5 separate regions of the Zea mays genome follow, and all the other regions are linked to region 5. Evidence: chromatin contacts called from public Hi-C data. All regions are on one chromosome and are shown on one strand. The core of a region is the stretch at or near the end of the contact, and the rest is flanking DNA. Distances in the headings are between cores, read along the strand shown. Region 1 holds the start of LOC103643234. Region 2 has its middle 40 kb from the start of LOC118476116. Region 3 has its middle 13 kb from the start of LOC118476116. Region 4 holds the start of LOC100278496 (ferredoxin-related). Region 5 holds the start of opr7 (12-oxophytodienoate reductase7).

Evidence for each region. Hi-C and Micro-C count contacts between places; a contact is called where the count stands out from the background.
Region 1: a contact with region 5 is called in a Hi-C map of ear, with 2.0 times the contacts expected there. The contact joins the promoter of LOC103643234 here to the promoter of opr7 in region 5. A contact is called at or near these places in 3 of 25 Hi-C or Micro-C datasets (ear, leaf and tassel).
Region 2: a Hi-C map of ear shows a contact between it and region 5, with 2.3 times the contacts expected there. The contact joins the enhancer-like site here to the promoter of opr7 in region 5. A contact is called at or near these places in 3 of 25 Hi-C or Micro-C datasets (ear, leaf and tassel).
Region 3: a contact with region 5 is called in a Hi-C map of tassel, with 2.6 times the contacts expected there. The contact joins the enhancer-like site here to the promoter of opr7 in region 5. A contact is called at or near these places in 2 of 25 Hi-C or Micro-C datasets (ear and tassel).
Region 4: a contact with region 5 is called in a Hi-C map of leaf, with 8 times the contacts expected there. The contact joins the promoter of LOC100278496 here to the promoter of opr7 in region 5. A contact is called at or near these places in 3 of 25 Hi-C or Micro-C datasets (ear, leaf and tassel).

The regions. Positions count from the first base shown.
Region 1 is chr1:212,779,079-212,781,778 of Zm-B73-REFERENCE-NAM-5.0, reverse strand. It overlaps LOC103643234, which reads right to left and starts at 1,359. Exons shown (of 6, transcript XR_560904.4): 1 at 1-1,359.
Region 2 is chr1:212,406,102-212,408,801 of Zm-B73-REFERENCE-NAM-5.0, reverse strand. No RefSeq gene overlaps it. Among protein-coding and RNA genes, the nearest start is that of LOC118476116, 40 kb to the right of the region's middle. Within about 2 kb of position 1,346, at least 13 of the 20 cell types and tissues checked have an H3K27ac peak or open chromatin away from gene starts, as enhancers often do. A contact at or near this core is called in ear, leaf and tassel, where this site is marked.
Region 3 is chr1:212,378,989-212,381,688 of Zm-B73-REFERENCE-NAM-5.0, reverse strand. No RefSeq gene overlaps it. Among protein-coding and RNA genes, the nearest start is that of LOC118476116, 13 kb to the right of the region's middle. Within about 2 kb of position 1,363, at least 15 of the 20 cell types and tissues checked have an H3K27ac peak or open chromatin away from gene starts, as enhancers often do. A contact at or near this core is called in ear and tassel, where this site is marked.
Region 4 is chr1:212,726,903-212,729,602 of Zm-B73-REFERENCE-NAM-5.0, reverse strand. LOC100278496 (ferredoxin-related) reads right to left here and starts at 1,449. Exons shown (of 2, transcript NM_001195949.2): 1 at 1,149-1,449; 2 at 1-172. The coding sequence starts at 1,251.
Region 5 is chr1:212,565,831-212,568,530 of Zm-B73-REFERENCE-NAM-5.0, reverse strand. It overlaps opr7 (12-oxophytodienoate reductase7), which reads left to right and starts at 1,381. Exons shown (of 5, transcript NM_001112440.1): 1 at 1,381-1,717; 2 at 1,819-1,959. The coding sequence starts at 1,614.

The DNA.
Region 1 (2,700 bases), core at 110-2,609, 210 kb before region 5:
AGAAAGCAAATTCAGGAGCCAACCTGATAGCTCTCTCTTTTGCTTTTTGTCTGCGATATGACACCATAGAAGCAGAAACTGATCCTGGATTAACCTGAGTCTCTTTGGAATGCACTGGATCCAAATCTGGCTCGTCCTCACTGGAGACCAGAGATGATAAAGTATCTTCTGCAACCATCTTTCCCTTTCCTTTGCTGTATGGATTGAATTTGCGGGGACTGGTACCAACTGCAGAGCCCACATTAGCATCAGCACGAGAACTGTTATTCTCCAAAACAAGCTTCCCGTTCACTTTGCTTCCCTTTCTAGAACTGTAATGGCTCGAGACATACATATCTGCAGAGATTCTTGCTTCAAAACTTGAAGCACTTCCTGAAGGATATACTGATTGCTCAACCACCCCAACATTTGTCGTCCCTAGCAGATTATGCGTCTGCAAAGACTCCACGTCGCTTGCATTGGCAGGATCATCCAGACTCCCATTTTCAGTCATATCCACAGCAATAGGATTCAGTTCGGTCCCACTTGGACCCAGCATCATGCAATCCTCATCAGAATCACTCTCTGTATCAGACATATACACTGTCTCCACTCCTCCGACCAATACGGTCCTGCACCGCTTCGACGGCGTCCCCACGTCCCGGTGCAGCATTTCGTCAGGCACCTGGCCTCGACCAGCCGACCCGATCCCCACCTCCCCGCCCGCCTGAGGGCTCGCCTCCGCCCGCCGCTTCACGATACGAGACCGGGTCGTGAACGGCACCGCACTGCCATAACGCTCGCCGCTCGCCAAAGCCGTATCCGCCCCCGACCCGCTGTCATCGCTACTAGAGTTCCCGGCCCTAGGCGAGACGGTGGTAGCAAGGGAGGAGGCGGAGACTCGAGCATGGGCCCTCCTCGCCCCCTTCTCGCCCCTGCCCGACACGGAGAGAGTGTTTCGACTACCCGCGAGGCGCAGGCTGCGTCGGGGAGGCGCGGCGGCGGGTGGGCTGAGGTTGGGGGATCTGGCGCCGCGGTCGTCATCGGGGGAGGCGGGGCCGAGGCCGAGGCGGAGGGCGGCGCCCGCGAGGAGCAGGCTGTGTCGGGGAGGCGCAGCGGCGGGTTGCTTGAGGTCGAGGGATCCGACGCCGAGGTCGTTGTCGGGGGACGCGGGGCCGATACCGAGGTGGAGAGAGGTGGACGGGGACGGCGCGGGGGTGCGTTGCCGGGCACCGGCCGGCGACGGCGGGGATGCCGCCTTGTCGCGTGAACGGGGGCGGGGCATCGCAGAAGTCGTGACGGCGCAAACGCACAAGGGAGGGAAGCGTGACGGTGCAAACGCACGAGGGAGGGAAGCGTGATGGCGCGAGGGGTTTGGTTTGGCCGCGCGACTGCGCGGGGAGAAAGTTTTTGTAAGGGCACGGAAGGGGAGGACAGGAGGCTTGCAGGACCGGGCGTAGATGTTAACGGGAATTCCCCCATCGGATTATAGCATCTCATACTCATCCTCATTATGTTTGATCCATCCTTATATCCATCTTCATACCCATCATGAGTGCAAAACTCATCTCATACTCATCTCTATTCGGGTTTCGGGTCCCCAATGGGTTCACATCCCCAATTAAGAGATAACTAGGTACTAACAGATAGCACAAACAATCTAGATTTCAGACATCACCACATCGGAAAGCACTTATCCATGAACCATGATCCATTCATCCATCCATCAGAAAAGAAATAAGTACTTCGGGACTGATAGAAGAAATGGAGTTTGCTCACCTTCATTGGTCACCATCTGAGTTCGTTGCCGCCTGAGAATCCATGGTCGTCATCGTCGTCTAGGCAGGGCGTAGCATATGACTGATTATTTTAGAGTTTTGTGTTTTGCTAGTCTGCTAATTGCCTTGTCGTGTTGCCTTATTAGGCTAGGACCTGGGGCATGGTGCGCTGTCGTGCTGGGCTTGGTGGTTGGGTCGGCCTCACCTCATTCATACAAACACGACAGGTGTACATGTATGAAATACACATGGGTAATCGGGTTCGGATTATTGCTTCCCAAACCCATACCCGTTTTATCCAATGAGTGGAGATTTTGTCTCATATCCATACTCATGGGTACAATTTTTGTCTCATACTCGTACCCTAATAGGGGAATTCCCCACGGGTTGACGGGTATCGGGTCCCTATTGACACCTCTAACCGGGCGGTGTGCTCCCCGTTTTTAAGGGAAAAACAGGAGCCGGGACGAGGGAGGCGTCGTACGGTCGTTGTGTGGCATCGGGTCGTGGCCTCGGGGAGCGGAGAACCAAAGAAATGGTTTTGCTAGGTTGACTTTTTCAGCGGAAGCAGACACCCCAGTCGCCGGCGCGGCGAGGGTACCACGGGGCAGCTGTGTCTCTTGTGTGCTGTTGTGCACTTGGTTCTCCTTTGATCTCTTTCGTTAGATGCGCTAGCGGAATCGTGTGCCCTTTTCTCTGCATCCTCCAGGTTAGGCTTTAGGGGCGTTTGAATTGAAAGGGAAATAGGCTTACACTTTTTCCTTAATTGATTTTGGTGGTTGAATTGCCCAACACAAATAATTGGACTAACTAGTTTGTTCTAGATTATAAGTTTTGCAGGTGCCAAAGGTTCACAATAAGCCAATAAAAAGACCAAGAAAGGGTTCAAATAAAGAGAGCAAAAGACATCCCAAATGGCACCCTAGTCTGGCGCACCGGACTG
Region 2 (2,700 bases), core at 97-2,596, 160 kb after region 5:
TGAGTGGATAGGTCACAATAAATGCTGAGGCGGCTCATCGCCTGTCAGCAGGGTGGACAGGCGGCGTGTCCTTTCCGCAATAAATGCAGAGACCGCGCGGCACAGAGGTCTTACGTCAGGCTCCGCCCGCTGGCTTACGTCACGGGCAACAAGCCACGTGGCAGCATTGGGTCTCCGCCTGAGCGGGGAGCGCAAGCGCACAGGATAAAGCCTGGACACGTGTCAGTACCGGACCCTTGCTTAGGCCAGGGTATCCCCTGTCCCGGGACCCTGCTTTGGGTGGCCCGGATCCCGCTCAGAGGGGTCCAGACCTCACCCAAGGGGTCCGGCTTGCTTGCATGGGAGCCCTGGACCATACTCGGAGATCTGGGTCGTGAGTGCAGGGGTCCGGCGCTTTCTCAAGGAGGTCCGGACCTACTGATGGTATCCTGGAGTATACCACCTTTTCCAGCCATGCGGCGGCCCCGGAGCTGCCCATGCGGAAAGGTTGGGTGCTGTTTACCGCGCGACTAGAGATAGTTGCGCGGGCACCGTGTTTTTAATGTTGTAGTAAGGGGTGCCCCTGATTCAGGGTACCGACAGTCCCATTTATATGGGTATATGGATTGAGTCGTATCTTAGACCTAAAGAATCATGTCAAAAGTGTTCCTTCACCCAGATATGTCTCTTGTGTGTGTGTTTGCACTTACTCACTTATATAGCCTTTAAAATACGGGTCATTTATGTAGGTTGTACATGTACTTAAGGCCTTGTTTGGTTACATAAGATTGGAGGAGATTGAGGGTATTGAATCTTTCCTATTCAATTTTGACTAGCAATGAATTTAATCTCTCCAATCTTATTAGCAATGAATTTAATCTCTCCAATCTTATTAAATCTACTTCTAACCAAACAAGCCCGAAAGGTAGGAGGGGGCATCTCTTTAATCATATTATTCTTCACTATGGTTCCTTGTAAGAGCTTTGATAAGCCCTAACACAGTTACAGGTAAATAACGTGTTTGTTCCTATCCTTCTCCGCCCGACCTTTCGCTTATAGGGTTTTACACGCAGTCGGCTCGGAGGCCTAACCGCGCGGCAATGACAGTGCACTGACCTGTGTGCCGTCGGGTACGCCCAAGACCAACAACCGGAAGCACGCAGACATGCTTCCGGTTGAGAAGACCATCGTTGAGAAGACGGAATTTCACACTCCTGGTCAACCGTTGTTGAATTCTCTTGGCTTTCTCGGTCCAGCGCGCGCGGCAAAGTTTTGTTTGAATGCCGTCACGTTAGTTTATGGGCTGTAACAGCTTTGGTTTGGTGATTGATCATCTCCAAACCTCGGGCGGGCTACATACCTAATAATAGCCTTCATTTCTTCAGCCCATGATTCTTCTACGCGTACTGTTAGGACCATGGCCCAATAAGGCAAGCAATTGTGGCCTACTTAGCAATAGAAAATGTCAATCTACCTCTTTCAACTATCAGAAAAGTCAGTTTTTCCTACTTCGACCCTACAGCCACAAACAGGTGCTATCTCACCTCTTAGAACCGGAAACTTTTTTAAAATTTTATGTTTATTTTGGTCAATTTTTAAATATATATATATATAATAATTCATAAAAAATATAAAACAAAACAAATCAGTTGTGTTGAACTCCATTTGAATAAATCTATACAGTGAATATATGATATGATATAATTTTAGTACAGAATTTTATTGTAATTTTAGATCTATTCTTTTTTTGCAATTAATTCATAGTTTATCTAATTATGAGCAAATTTTTAAGGTGGGTTAATCGTTGCATATTTGAACTGTAGTAAAAATCTCAAGCTTGATGGATTATATATATGACCGAGTTATAGATTTATCTAGGTTTATATATTGATTTATCTATGTTTATATAGACAAGGCCATAACTTGGTCATACTGCATGACCCAAGATTAGCCCATCCTAAAATTTTTGACTATATAAAAAGGAGGACAGAATCTAAACTATAGATTATTTACAAAAAAAAATAAACGTAAAGATATAATAAAAACTTTGTATTGAAGTATACCATACCATATGTTCATTATTGTGTGTATATATACTCATGTGTGGAATATATGATTGAGTTATAGATTTAACTTCATTTAAAAAATATATAACAAATATAAATCTAAATAAATCTGCAACTCAAATCATGCATGATCCAATAAGCATGATATTTTTTTACTATAGCTGAAGAATGCAATGACTGTCTTATTTTAAATATTTCAGCGTAATTGGATTGGATCCAATAAGCTGATGGGGGGGAACCGTCGCGCCCCCAGATAAAGGCGAGCGGGGACCGTGCAGTGCAGACGCTTTTGCGAGATTCTGCCCTTGCCCAGCGCCGTTTTGGCTTTCGCGTATCGTATCTCTGGAAAAGCTCGAGGAGGCCAAAGAGGCAGGGCGATTCTGCCGCGACCAATGGAAGCACCGCCGCTGTGTTGTTTAGGTTATCTTACAGGAAAGCAAAAGTTGACGTCGCCCATGGGTGTTTATATATCAACAGTACTTGTGTTGGGTTTATCAACACCAGTCGTAGTAGTGCCCTCAACGTACTTGTATGACCTCTACCCGGAAAAAAGAATATATTGATATTTATGACGTCGAATAAGTGTTTATATATTACAAAAATGATGATAAACAATTTTTATGTTTATGTCTCATAAAAACTTTAAAATCCCATG
Region 3 (2,700 bases), core at 114-2,613, 190 kb after region 5:
AGATTTTTTTAGTTTTCAGATTTATTACTTATATATATATATATCAAAATATAGTGTATGCCTAAATATATATAAGAAAGATATGTGTATAAAAAGTTAAAATATTTTACAATTTAAACGAAGATAGAAAAGCTAGAATGATTTACAATTTCAATGCAAATAGAGTAGTAAACTAAACCCAGAAGCAAAACACTGCGTGGCAACAAAAGAACGCAGTATCACGAGAAAGGAGGGGGGGCACGTAGAACGGTAGAAAGCCCAAGAATAGGGCGCCGCGTCGGCGTCTTTGACTTGGGAAGGGAAATGCTACAAGTAGCTTTCTAAGCGAAGAGAGAGAATCGCCTCTGCGCGCGCGACGCGAGCAAGAGCAACTTTGAACGCCCGCCCAAAAGAAGCCTATCGATCTACGTCGTGCAGCGCAAAGCGGGATCTGGCAGTGCTAGACTAGATTCGATGCACGCGTCTCCATCTCCCGCTCTCTATCTCTCCGCTTTGATCTGTTCTTTTTTTTTTCATGGCGCGCGGGCCGGCCCGGGTGCGTGGGCTGGAGTATGAGCGTGCAGCGTACGTGCCTGCCTGCCTGCATGCCGACCGATAAAACTATGACCAAAACGAACGATGAGGGGAATCAAATCTTCTCGATCGGATTGCCGTGCTAGCTAGCTGTTATCCTGCCAAGGGCTATCAATCTAGAGAGCAGCTCGCTAAATAAGAGTGCATAATATATATATATATATATATATATATATATATATATATATATATATATATATATATATATATATATATATATATATATATATATATATATATATAATAGCTTAACGGCTGTTGAATACTCCTCCTGCACTGGCACTGCACGGTCAGCAGAATCTATCGGCCTTAAAGTGCGTATACGTTGCGAGCTAAAGCGATGCCGCCCGCCCGTCGTCAGTGTCGTCAGTGCCATCGTCCATGCATCGTCGACCCCAGCTGCCTGCATGCAAGCGTGCGTGCGTGTGGCTGCATGTTCGCGCCCTCGAGAGCAAGTTAGTAATAAAAAGCGGAGCGAGGCGAATCTCCTCGGCAGGCGCAGGGCATTGCTCGGCGATTTGGAGATTTGTAGATCAAGCTACCTGGGGCCCGCGCTAGCTTTCCTCAAATCAGAAAGCTTTGATTCCAGCCGAACTGGCAGCTCTCCGTGCGAAAGAGCTTGGACGTGTTGTGCAGTGATGATGGCGGGCGGAGGGCGAACGCCCGGCCGAGCGGTCCGCATGCAGCTCAGGGACGCCGCCGTCGTCGTCGCCTGCAGATCTCAGGCTCGGTCTCTGCCTCTCGGATGGGGCTGCTCTGGACTGGGCTCGGAGGACAGGCCAGGTTTGGGTTGCAATATAATGAGATGTTGGGCTAGCTGGGCCTATGCGTCGTATCCATATGCCCAAAGTCTGCGCTATTTCTCCTCCAACTGCCGGATCAGACGTCTTTACCCGCCCGACCCCGAAGCCTCAAAATTAATTGCCCAAATTGCTTCCCCACCTTGGGTTCAAGTGTGCTATGAATTTCAGAGGGATTTGAGGTTTATGGTTGACTAGATGATCAACTTGCATATGCCATACATATTATCCATTTATCCAATTCATCTTTGACAACGAAGGCGAAGGTCATGCGGGTTTGTGTCAATAGATCGTGAGCGACAGATGGTGAACGTTGAGCCTTGATCGAGGGACCGGAGAAGCTGGATGACTAGCCATGGCGACTAACACCTAGGAACACTGATAGGCGCAAGGACGTGGAGGCGCGGATGGTCGTGGATTGGCGGGACACGTGTCTAGGACATAAGGGATGCGTATGGGGTACGCTACTCATGGAGGTTTCAGTGGTTGAGCCTCAAAACCACTCCGCTTTATAGTTCGCTAGTTTCGTCGGGTTTGGGCCTCAAAATCCGGTGGTGCGGTTCCGACAAGAATCAGAGGTAGCACGTGGAGTCATCACGAAGAGTGTGTCGAGGCAAAGCAACTTCGTGAAGAGCGCGTGGCTGTCAGATGCATATTTTAGGAGTTGGTCCATTTTACCCCAGCTAAGTGGATAAGCTTTATGTAACTAGGGATAGTTTGGTCTAGTAGAATAACCCTCTATAAATAGGAGGGAGGGCTAGTTGTTTCAGTCATCTTTGGGCATTTGGGCATTTAATTTCAAACTCTTGTTTTCTATTCCCTAGTTTTGTATTAGCTCTAGCCCGGACATCTAGGTACTTTGAACTTCCACATCTGCACACATGCATGAGTTTTTTTTAAGGAAGTGTGGTCATAACCACATGGTGCTAGTGTGCTTTCGTCGTTTATCTCTAATCCGATCTCGATGAGTTTTTGATTCATTTTCTCACTTCTCATCCCCTCTTGTGGTTTTTTTGTGAGAATCTCTATTTTCTTGTGTTTTGGGATTGCTTTTGGGATACTTCCTGGTTTGAGAACTTCTCTCGGATCTTTGCTGTATCTGATTTGAGCACATCACACTCGTGGGCTAGTTCCAAACTGGTTTGATCAAGTCTGCAAAACCCAACGAAACCCCATTCAGAGTTGAGATTTTAAATCTTTTTGTGAAGTTTTGATCGGTTCCTGTTCAATCTTCACGAAACATCTTCTCTCCTCTGCGCTTGTTGCTGGTAAATTTTGAGATCTTTCTGAGAATTTTTGGCCGTGACACTACCGCTGTCCGGCACTG
Region 4 (2,700 bases), core at 200-2,699, 160 kb before region 5:
GTGAAACTCGACTCCATCGGCTTCTTGTCGTCCACCTGGTCACAGTGACCTTCGTACGCTTTGATGTACTGCAGAGCGATGCATCCCAAGCCTTGGTTGTCAGAAACGGAAGCGGACTTGCTGGCGGTACGGTTGCTGTTGATCAGTGCAACGAGCTGGTCGGCAGGGTTGTCTGAAAAAGGCAGATAATTCAAGCACCATGTTGTAAAAAAAAAGAATAATACGAATTTCAAGGTTCAAGAGAAAGTGAAGGTGCAAATGCATCCTAGTCTCCTAGATAGATAGAATCACAAGAATGCAGAAACCAACAAATACAGTAGATATTTAAGTGAACACATTGGAGTGCTAGGCCACAAATTTACTGGGGTTCTCTTTAATTAAGCACCACAACACCTCTCTGTTTTTTTTTCTTCAAGAGTCAACATTGATAATTTATTGGTGATGTTTCTAAAAAAACACACTCCCATGGCTAATATCCTATTTCAAGAGTCAACAGCTGATACCTTGAGCGTACTATTAAATAATAAAATGCTCCACGTATGCAACATAAGTAAACATTGTAGATTATGCTATTGCCATCAAATCAACGAAGCGAAATTTCCACGTTTAGATCTCCCAAACACAAACGTCAGTAAGCCTGCAGAGGATCTGCTTCAAGACAGAGATCGAAATTGGAGAACTGACTGACCAACCCCTTACTGGACGTTCTTACAATTTGGCCTACCAGATACGCAGCTAATCTGAGGCCCCGTCCCTCAGACTTGGTAAAGTTTATGCGAATTCTAACAATTGAAGCAGACCACCATTCCAGTAGTTTTTGCATACAAACACACGGCAGAGCAAGAAGCGACAATCATCGCTAGGACAAGAAATAGCTCAGCGAACACTAATAACTGTTGGATCGACCCCAATGGCGTAGCCGCGTAGGACCACAAGGCGCCCGCGACGAGATCCCAAACCGAGCTACCCCATGCAAAGCACCCAGATCCGGTCACTGGTCCAGCAAACAGAAGACGCCCAGTTGTAGACTGATTGGACCAACGGTGCGCGCGTACGCAGGCAGGAACGAACGCTAGGAACGCAGCAGGCGACAGCAACCAATGCAATGCAAGGAACGAAAGCGGGGAGGTAGCAGGAGCAGTACGTACTCTGGCTGTCGGCGGCCGTGACCGTGAGCACCAGGAGCGCAGACAGCAGCAGGGCGCCCAGCACCAGCAGCGGCCGTGCCCGTGCCCCTGCGAACACCGCCATCCGATGATCCCTTTGCGCCCGGCCCCGACGCGCGCGGGCTTGGGACAATTTTGGATCTTGCCGGAGCTCCTGCTCGCGCGTGTGCGCGTGTGCGTGCGTGAGCTCGGCTGGGAGTGTGGGAGCAGGAGTAGCTCTTCTTCTCTTCTCCCGGTCGACCCGCTGCGACTGCGAGCTCGCTTTCTTTTATGGCTGTTTTCGTGTGCACCTGATCCGCGGCTCTCTCGCCGCATGTCTATAGATGGCCAAAAAGCACGAGGCCCGTGAGCCCGGCACGAAGCCCGCTTTTTAGGCCCGGTCCGAACCCGGCACGGTAGAATAAGCGGGCGGGCTTGGACAGGAAACTAGGCACGGCGGGCTAGCCCGGCACGGCCCGTTTACCTCTAAGCCCGTTAAGCCCGGTTTTTTTACACTAAAACGTGCTTACCGGCCCGTTTAGCCCGCTTTTCGGCCCGTTTTTTCGTGCTAAACGGGCCGACCCGGCCCGTTTAGGCCCGCTGCGGGCCGGGCTTGGACAGAAACTTGAGCACGATGGCACAGCAGGCCCGGCCCGGTTTTTGGCCGGGCTTCACCGGGCCCGGGCCGGGCCGGGCCGGGCGGCCCGTTTGGCCATCTCTACGCATGTCTCTTGTGTGTCAGCCGTGCGATTGCCGTTGGCGTGGACTGGCCAAAGTGCCCCTGCCGACTATTTCCGGTTCGAAGCTCCATCGGCAAGCAAAAAGGGATAGCAGCCAATAGAGATGGCCAAACGGCCCGGCCCGGCCCGGACCCGGGCCCGGTGAAGCCCGGCTCGTCAGGCACAATTATAAAACCAGGCCGGGCCGTCTAAGCACGCGAGCTCAATTTTCTGTCCGAGACCGGCCCGCAACGGGCCTAAACGGGCTATACGGGCTGAAAAGTACGTTTTAGTGTAAAAAAGCGGGCTTAACAGGCTTAGAGGTAAACAGACCGTGCCGTGCTAGCCCGCCGTGCCTAATTTCTTGTCCGAGCCTGGCCCGCTTATTTGTGTCGGGCCAGCCCGGGCCCGCATAGAACCGGACCGTGCCGGACTTGGACCGGGCCCAAACACGGGCTTCGTGCCGGGCTCGCGAGCCTCGTGCTTATTGGCCATCTATAGTAGCCAACAACTATGGCCAAAGTGTACCGTTATTTTTTTTTAAAAAAAATTAACCACTCATTTTATTCAAAAGATAATGAGTTATCATTTATTTATTTGTTTGTTTTATTATTTAAGGTTGTTTGTGTTTGACTTAAATTTTTACATTTTAAATAAATATTTTAAATAAGACGATGGTTAAAGTTTTTGAAAAAAAATTAAACGGCGTCATATATTTGTCAAGAGAGGTAACGCTTGTTTGGACTGAGGAAGCACGTAGAAAGGAAAGGGAGGAAAAGTTGTACCAGTGAGTAAAAATGTCTAATAATTAATAGTTAAACCGTTAAAGTGAAATA
Region 5 (2,700 bases), core at 132-2,631:
CAAGCATGAATCCATGTTTCTTATTTGAAACCCCAAACAAACACCATGAGTAGGAGACACTCACGTTGGTGTCGTTTATCGATGACGAGAAGAAGCTTGGCGACTGTCAGTTCGACCTCTAGAAGCAGTCCTACGTGGTCGCATGCGCCGCTGTGTACGACAAGCTCCCGCGAAGCCACCACTTGGACGCGGTCCAGAGCAGCTGCACCGCGCTGTCCATCGTTAAGCAGGGGGGCCTCATGGTTGTCGCCAACATTGACGACTCTCGGGTTGTTCTGGACACCGCATCCGACGACGACGTCATCACGTCGTCTAGCTCATCGTCCACCTAAAGCCCAACCTACCACGTAAGTCGCTACTGAACGGACATGAATTCTTGTGCGCTGGGACGATGGACGTTGCTGACGTTGTGTCATTGTGTGAGTGTCCTCGAACATGATGTATGTTGTGGAGTCGCTGATGAGCCCGGGGTGCACTTCGTTTGGTAGCCCAACCAAGAGTCATCGGTACTCGTCATGTCGCGCGCGTTCGACGACTACTATATCGAGGATTGTGGCGTCATCTTAGCGTCGGAGGTGACGTAGAGGAGGATCGACAACAGTGACCAGTTCGTCATCCTTGCCACCGTCAGAGTAGCTTTTGTGCCGACCTGCCTTTAATTCTCTTCGCAAACACACACACTTACCTTTTTGTTTAAGCAAGAGCGTATGGTGGTGCGTGTCTGATGACTAACGATGTACGAGGAAATTTCTTACAGCATGTGTGGAACGTGTTCTCCAATGATGAGACCATACAAATCGTAGCATATATCGAAGTCTGCATGATACTGATGGTTGCAATGTAGTAGTGAAACAACTAGATTAAAATAACAAAATTTATGTATGGCCAGGATCACAAATTGATTATGAAACATTTTCTCATAATAATATAACATACATTTTATATATAAGTTATCGTAGTATACTGATATTATATATTACCGTTGCAATGCACGGACACTCAGCTAGTCAGTTTTAAGGCTTTCAGGACGTGAATGGAAGATTGGTTTTTGAGAAATAGGTGCTGCATGACTACGCATGCAACCGGCTGTGCTCGTGGTTTAGGTGTTGGTCGGTTCGTGTGTGGTTCACGGTCTACATGTATTCGAATTGGATACTGGTAAATATTACTCATTATATATTTATTTTCATATTTTATCTTCGATTTGGATTAGATACAAATACTATTAAGTTGACATATTAAATTTCTAATTTTGAGAATACAGATACGCTGCACCAGTCACCGCCCACGCGACACACATGCTCAAAATCGAGACGGCGACTTAAGTAGTTCAGTACTTCACCCGCCAAGGCAGATATAGCACTCGCTGCTCGCCTTGGTCCCAACTACCCGCTCCCTGTCCAGCGTCCAGCGTGCAACCAACACCTCCCACGAGTCCGCGACGCGTCAGCGTCACCGTCCGTCGTCGCAAACGAGCCCAGTGGCGATTCGCTTTCGAACCGCACTCGCCCTCCTCCGTTCTCTTCTCTCCCTCCTCCTATAGTTGGCTTCTCGCAACCCTCTGCTTTCGATCAGCTTTCTCCGCTCCCCATTTCCCTCTCCAACTCCAATCCATGGCCTCCACGGATCGCTCCACGCCGGCGGAGGACGAGCAACAGCAGAAGCGCCCGTCTCTCTTCTCGCCGTACCAGATGCCCCGCTTCCGCCTCGCCCACCGGTGAGCCTCCATCGCGTCCGCCCCTCCCCCTGATTCTTCGCTGGGATCGATTTGGCCTGGCGCGAGCTCCGCGTGATGTGTGTCTGTGTGAACGCGCGCAGGGTGGTGCTGGCGCCGATGACCAGGTGCAGGGCGCCCGACGCGGTCCCAGGCCCCGCGCTCGCGGAGTACTACGCGCAGCGGTCCACGGACGGCGGCTTGCTCATCTCCGAGGGCACCATCATCTCGCCGTCCGGCCCTGGGTAATCATCTCCGCTCCGTTTTGCTACCGCTTCCGGCCATCGATCCACGTTTCTGGTGTCTCCCCTTTTGATCTCTCTTTCGTCATGTGAGGCATGAGCGCAGCCTTGGGCGGAGAGATTCGCGCTAGATCTGATGGTCTGGTGGAGACATGGTCCTCTTGACTGCGACTGGTGGGCGTGGGTTGGTGTCAATTATCAATGACATGCGACGACAAAAACGGGACGGATATTAAAATGTGGAATAGAATATGATATATGGGAACCGCAATATTATAGTAGTACTGGTACTGTATGACTATTTATCGTGTGGGTTTGGTAATGGTATACTTCGATTAGTATGCTAGAGTCAGTGCTGATTCAGTGGCCTGAACAGAATGGATCTGTCGACATGCTGTTCAAATGCTGCAGTAGAAGTAGAAAAAATAGAGAAACTGTGGACGCCTTCTCCTCACCCGGGCCATTTGAAGAGGGAATGCTGGGTGTGTAAATACATGAGTTCTCATGGATCATACCTACTGCACATGGAGATCTGGAGCGATCATACTTATCTGCTTCAAATAAAGTTGTTTAATCTACCTTAGGTGCTTAGTTACTGAATGATGGTCTGGTTTCGCAAATTACTTTCTCTCTGAATCAAGCAAGAGCTGACAAAAGTTCTACACAAAATAGTGAGATGAATCGAGGTATCCCTCGGCTACTGAATCTAATAGGAACGCATCGCAACAGAAGAGTCAGAAGGGG